2 separate regions of the Mus musculus genome follow, and region 2 is linked to region 1. The links are chromatin contacts, called in public Hi-C maps. All regions are on one chromosome and are shown on one strand. Each heading gives the region's core, a stretch centred on a gene start, on an enhancer-like site or on the middle of the called end of the contact. The rest is flanking DNA. Distances are from core to core; before and after follow the strand shown. Region 1 has its middle 70 kb from the start of Lrrn1. Region 2 holds the start of Lrrn1 (leucine rich repeat protein 1, neuronal).

What was found. Hi-C and Micro-C count contacts between places; a contact is called where the count stands out from the background.
Region 2: a Hi-C map of myocytes shows a contact between it and region 1, with 5 times the contacts expected there. The contact joins the promoter of Lrrn1 here to the enhancer-like site in region 1. A contact is called at or near these places in 2 of 484 Hi-C or Micro-C datasets (muscle stem cells and myocytes) and 1 of 115 datasets of contacts at active chromatin or transcription factors (double positive thymocytes).

The regions. Positions count from the first base shown.
Region 1 is chr6:107,458,047-107,460,753 of GRCm38.p6, forward strand. No RefSeq gene overlaps it. Among named protein-coding and RNA genes, the nearest start is that of Lrrn1, 70 kb to the right of the region's middle. Within about 2 kb of position 1,380, at least 4 of the 459 cell types and tissues checked have an H3K27ac peak or open chromatin away from gene starts, as enhancers often do. A contact at or near this core is called in muscle stem cells and myocytes, where this site is marked.
Region 2 is chr6:107,528,339-107,531,045 of GRCm38.p6, forward strand. Lrrn1 (leucine rich repeat protein 1, neuronal) reads left to right here and starts at 1,388. Exons shown (of 2, transcript NM_008516.4): 1 at 1,388-1,905.

The sequences.
Region 1 (2,707 bases), core at 130-2,629:
TCTTTAAAGGCATGACACCTAGTAGTTTAACCATGTTCCAGTAGACCCTATACCCAGGTGTATATAGAGAGTAGAAATTCAGATTGATGGGTATTAATTTTTAAAGGATTTAAAGTTAGAGTAATAGGAAGGTGGGGTTAAACATAGAAGAGATAGGGTTTAATATCATCAAAACGCACTTTGTAAAATTCTCAAAGAATCAATAATATTTTTTTAAAGATAGGCCATAGTAACCTGATCACACCTTTAGCCAGAAAGCCTTGTTGGATTCTGTGCTCATTACTGGACCCACCAGCATTAAAAAGGCAGGATCCTGAAACCCAGAAGGAGGTTTGTGTCTACAGTCTAATTTGAAAGTGATGAACTAGGAGGGGAACCAGAGCCAGGAGTCATGACTAAGATAGGCCACATGAGGCCAGATACAAACTATGTGAGGAAGGCTGGAGACATAGCCCAACAGTTAAGAGCAGTTATTTGTCTTGAAGAGGACTTGAGTTCAGCCATATTTGGCAGTTCATGGTTGCCTGTAACTCTAGTTTAGGGGATCTGATAGCCTCTTCAGTCATTGCAAATACTGTATGTGCTTGATGCACATACACTCAGGAGCATCCACCAAAAAACAAATAAAATAAAATAAAATAAAATAAAATAAAATAAAATAAAATAAAATAAAATTCAAAAGGGGGGAGAATATATAATATGGACTGTTTATTTGGCCATGTTATCCTTCTATTTTTAAATTTTTATTTATATCCATCAAATGAATGTCTATTTATTTAATTTATGTGTGTATGTGTGTGCCTGGATGGATTTACATTTACCACAAGAGTACAGGAGCCTGCAGAGGCCAGAGGGCATTGGGTCCTCCTGTAACTGGAGTTACAGGTAGGCATTAGCTTCATGAAGGAGGTTATGTGAACTAAATCCAGGTCTTTTGGATGAGCAGTAAGTACTCTTAGTGGCTGATATATCTCTCCAACTATTTTTAAAAGATGTTATAGGTCATTTCTAGTCATTAAAGATCTCCTTGGAAAATGCTATATTGAAACTTTGTAGACAAAAGGGTAAGGAGAATATCACATGGCTTGCCAAAGGAACTAGATGGCTTTGCAGATTTTCCACCCTCCTGAGGAAGCAAGTAACTCCTTCCCCTTCCCCTCAGTTACACCCTCATTTCCCTGCTTGGTATACAATACTCTTTTTAAATAGTACATGAAGGTTTTAAAGGATTAGAGAAGAAACTGTTCTTATCCATTTACCCCACCTGTCCCAGACTTTTATAGTTACATCTGTTATTTGTGTCTAGCATGGCTCATGCTTGATCGCAGACCAAGACATTTCTCAGGAGAAAGGAATTTTGGTTATGGTACACCTGCCACATGATATCTGTCAACATAGCTGTCTGATGAGAGTGCATAAGAGCCTTTACCAATGAGGAAACAGCTGTTCTAATCAGTAGTAAGCTGTTTGGAGACAATGGTTGTTGTCTCCAAACTACATATTTGTTGTCTCTAAAAAGCTTACTGCAGACACACACACACACACACACACACACACACACACACACACACACACAGACACACACACACACACATTCAAGCCTTCAGAAGTAGTTACTTCCTCTGAGACAAATAGAATATTTCATTCTGTGGCCCAGTTGGCAAAATTTGGCATTTGAATGCATAAGGATATGAACTCAAGCCCTAACATTGATAGCCACTGAGCGTTTAACTTCAGGCAAAGACTCTCTGTAACTTTCCTTTTAGAAAATAATTATAAAAGAAACACTGAACCCAGAAAGTTTTGTGAGCTTCAGAGTACTAACTGAGAAAACAAATGAAGGGATACTATATGTCTGGCCTATACTAACTGCACAGTATACATTAATATCTGTCCCAGTTTACTTCATTTAACTCAATAAAACAAGGCAGCAATGTGTATATTCAAGCATATTGTAAGTTATCTGATTGTACAGAAGTCAACTTATTTTTATATGTATTAAATCCAGTACTACTTCCCTTTGACCTCAAGATGTTTCAGATTAAGTTCTCTTAGAGAAAAAAATACTAAGATGTATTTAAGTTTTTTTTAAAGTCATTTCAATTAAACTAAAAATGTCAGGCAGACTAACTAAAACTAAAAATATTACCTGTACTATTAAAATGATGATACATGAATGATAGAATTTGAGAAAATATTCAGATGTATATAATGAACATCTCAAAGAGTGTCTAGAAAAAAAGATATGGAAGTCACAGGAAGCATATGTTGCTATTAACACATTTAGCAACAAAGCTGAACAAACATAGAACGGACAAGGGAAGTGCCTGCTCCCTCGGAAGCATACAAACACACTTTAACCAAGCTCTTTACAGAATCTAGGTGATGAGCGTGACAGGTCATTTGGTGTCAACTTGACTGGATTGGGGACAACAGGCAATTGAAATGTGGAAGCTCCCCTGCTACATCCACTCCAGTAGTGACTCTCATGACAGGCCTAGAAACCTGGATGGAGTCCCAAGGAGAAAAGTTCATGGAAATTTAGCCTCCTGGAACCGTGGCATCCCGTATAACGAACGTCTAAAACTTGTCCTTGCGAATGGATCTGTGTGCTTTCTCTCAATATTTTATTATAGGAGTCTTTAAGCAATGGCTTGCCAAATACCTAAGCAAAATTGAACTTTGCTTCCTGGCCTTCACCAATGCC
Region 2 (2,707 bases), core at 138-2,637, 70 kb after region 1:
TTTAGCTCATTTACATTTCCAATGCTATACCAAAAGTCCCCCATACCCACCCCCACTCCCTTACCCGCCCACTCCCCCTTTTTGGCCCTGGCGTTCCCCTGTTCTGGGGCATATAAAGTTTGTGTGTCCAATGGGCCTCTCTTTCCAGTGATGGCCGACTAGGCCATCTTTTGATACACATGCAGCTAGAGTCAAGAGCTCCGGGGTACTGGTTAGTTCATAATGTTGATCCACCTATAGGGTTGCAGATCCCTTTAGCTCCTTGGGTACTTTCTCTAGCTCCTCCATTGGGAGCCCCGTGATCCATCCATTAGCTGACTGTGGGCATCCACTTCTGTGTTTGCTAGGCCCCGGCATAGTCTTACAAGAGACAGCTACATCTGGGTCCTTTCGATAAAATCTTGCTAGTGTATGCAATAGTGTCAGCGTTTGGATGCTGATTATGGGGTGGATCCCTGGATAAGGCAGTCTCTACATGGTCCATCCTTTCACAAATTCCCCAGAATTTCTTGACTTGAGTATCCCGGGGAAATAAAATCAGGTTCTCTTTCTCAAAGTTGCTGATGCTCTCTCTCTCTCTCTCTCTCTCTCTCTCTCTCTCTCTTAAAGCTGATTCCCCCAATAGCACTTATCAAAGGCTTTTCCTGAACCTTGCTTTGGATTGTCACTTTGAAGTTGAGACCCTGGTTCAGGTCTAGTCTTCAACCACTTCCACCCTCCCTTCCACACTCTTGCCTGCCTCCCACCACCCTTGCCCTCACACCGCTCTGCAGTCTGCACTTTCAATCAATCCTCTGCTAATGTGAACACAAGTTTCACACCTAACCAAACAGACACTACACAGTTTCAAAGTTTCAGAATTGTTTCCAGAAAGCCTCCAGAATTTCACAGTGGCTTTGCCTCGCAATTAAGGGTCACAGAACTACCCTGGGTTCGGCAAGGGCATTAACCATTTCAGCTGCGGGTATGTATGTATGCACCACATAGCCAACTATCTCCAAAGGATGGGTCAGATCTCATACTTAAAACTCCATTGCAGTCCCATGGAGACTATGGCGTTCCTACAAGGGTTCTTCCCCTGTCCTTGCCTTCCTCTCCCAGTCACAGTCTTTCGTCCCTATTTTTTTAAAAAAGAAGAAAATGAAAAAAAGAAAAAAGGAGTGGCTCTCTGCTCCCTGCAGCGGCTGTAGTGGCATTGCAGCGATCTGGCAGGCCCAGGGTGGCGGGCCCGAGCTGCCCCTTTGTTGGGCGGGCTACAGATGGTGCCCCAGCGCGGGACTGCGCCTAGGCGGGCGTAGCGGGCGGGAGGGCGGGAGGGGGAGGCCGGGAAGGGGGTCGGGCGGGAGGGGAGGAGACCGCTAAGCAGCCAATCGGCGCGCAGCCCATCAGCTGACCGCTTTTGCTTACACCAGGTGCACGCCGGCTGCGGGGAGCACAAAGCGGGGCGCACGGAGGGCGCCGGCAGCAAGCCGTGAAGCCAGGCGAGGGCCGTGCGCCCCGGTTTGCAGCGCTTGTCGGGCGGGGACCGGGGCCCGCGGCGTCCTCCCAGACAGTGGCATCCTTGCCACCGCACTCCGAGGCGCCTCGGGCGCCTTCCTTGAGACCGATCCTTCGCTGCCCCGCCCTCTGCACCCCATTTCTTCTACCCTCTTTCCTATTCCCGCCTGTCTCTACCACGACCCCCAAGAACGCGATTTAGCCCAGCCCCGCGCAGCAGCTGTTGCTCCCGCGGCTGTCTCGCCTTGCATCTTGGTGCTCTGCTGGGGGTCCCCCAAGGAGCCAGTGCGCGCTGCGGGCTGGGTGGAGGCGCTGCTCTGCCGGTCCTCATCCTCCGGCTAGTGGCTGCTGCTGCCACCACCACCCGCTCCGTGCGCACCCCAACACCCCTGTCAGCCCAGCCTTAGGGTAAGTGCCCGGACCAACTGGGCCGCAGCAGGAGGTGTGGGAGGCAGCGGGAGGTGTGGGAGGCAGCAGGGAGGAAGTAGAGACAAACTTGGCAGCTTGGCGGACCCTACTGCGTTTGAGAAACCTCGGGATAAGATCTCAGGGCTAAGGGGAACAAGGGGGCGCGGTTTCTCGAGCAAGGAGGAAAAACGAAGTCGGGAAAGGAGAATCTACCGATCACCCTCTTGCCTTCAAAATGAAGCAGGGCGAGCGAGAGCAATAGTTGAGAAGAAAGGCCAGACAGAAATGGGCAAAAGGCAGTGACTGGAGCTGAGGCCCCAGGATCTCAGGGACCCATCAGAGGGGGAAAGAGAAGAGAAGGCTTGGTGCTGTGATCAGGGGAAAGAAGCTGGGGACCTGGGAAGAGAGCAGACAGAAGACCCAGGGAGTTGGAAATGGGGTCAAAAGGAAAGAAAGGTGGCAGGTTGTGGGGAGAGGAAAAGGTCTCGGCAGAGGCTACGATGCTAAGAATAAAGAGCAAGGAGTGTAATTAACAAAACACTGAGGATACTGAAGTCAGAGCATTGGGGAGAACATACTCAACTGTTATGTGGTCCAAGGAGGAGAAAACTGTTTTGAGCCTAGAAGGGGTAGCTCCCTTAAGGAGGCTTGCTACAGACGTGGAAATTTCAGGGAAGTCTTGATCTTTTCCAGGCATTCTGCTCTGGGGTCAGTGACTAGGAAAGTTTGCCAGCGAGTGTCCTTTGTGCTGCAAGGAGAGGGGTGTGGGCTGCTGCCTACTGATTCGGTGCTTCCTAGGTTC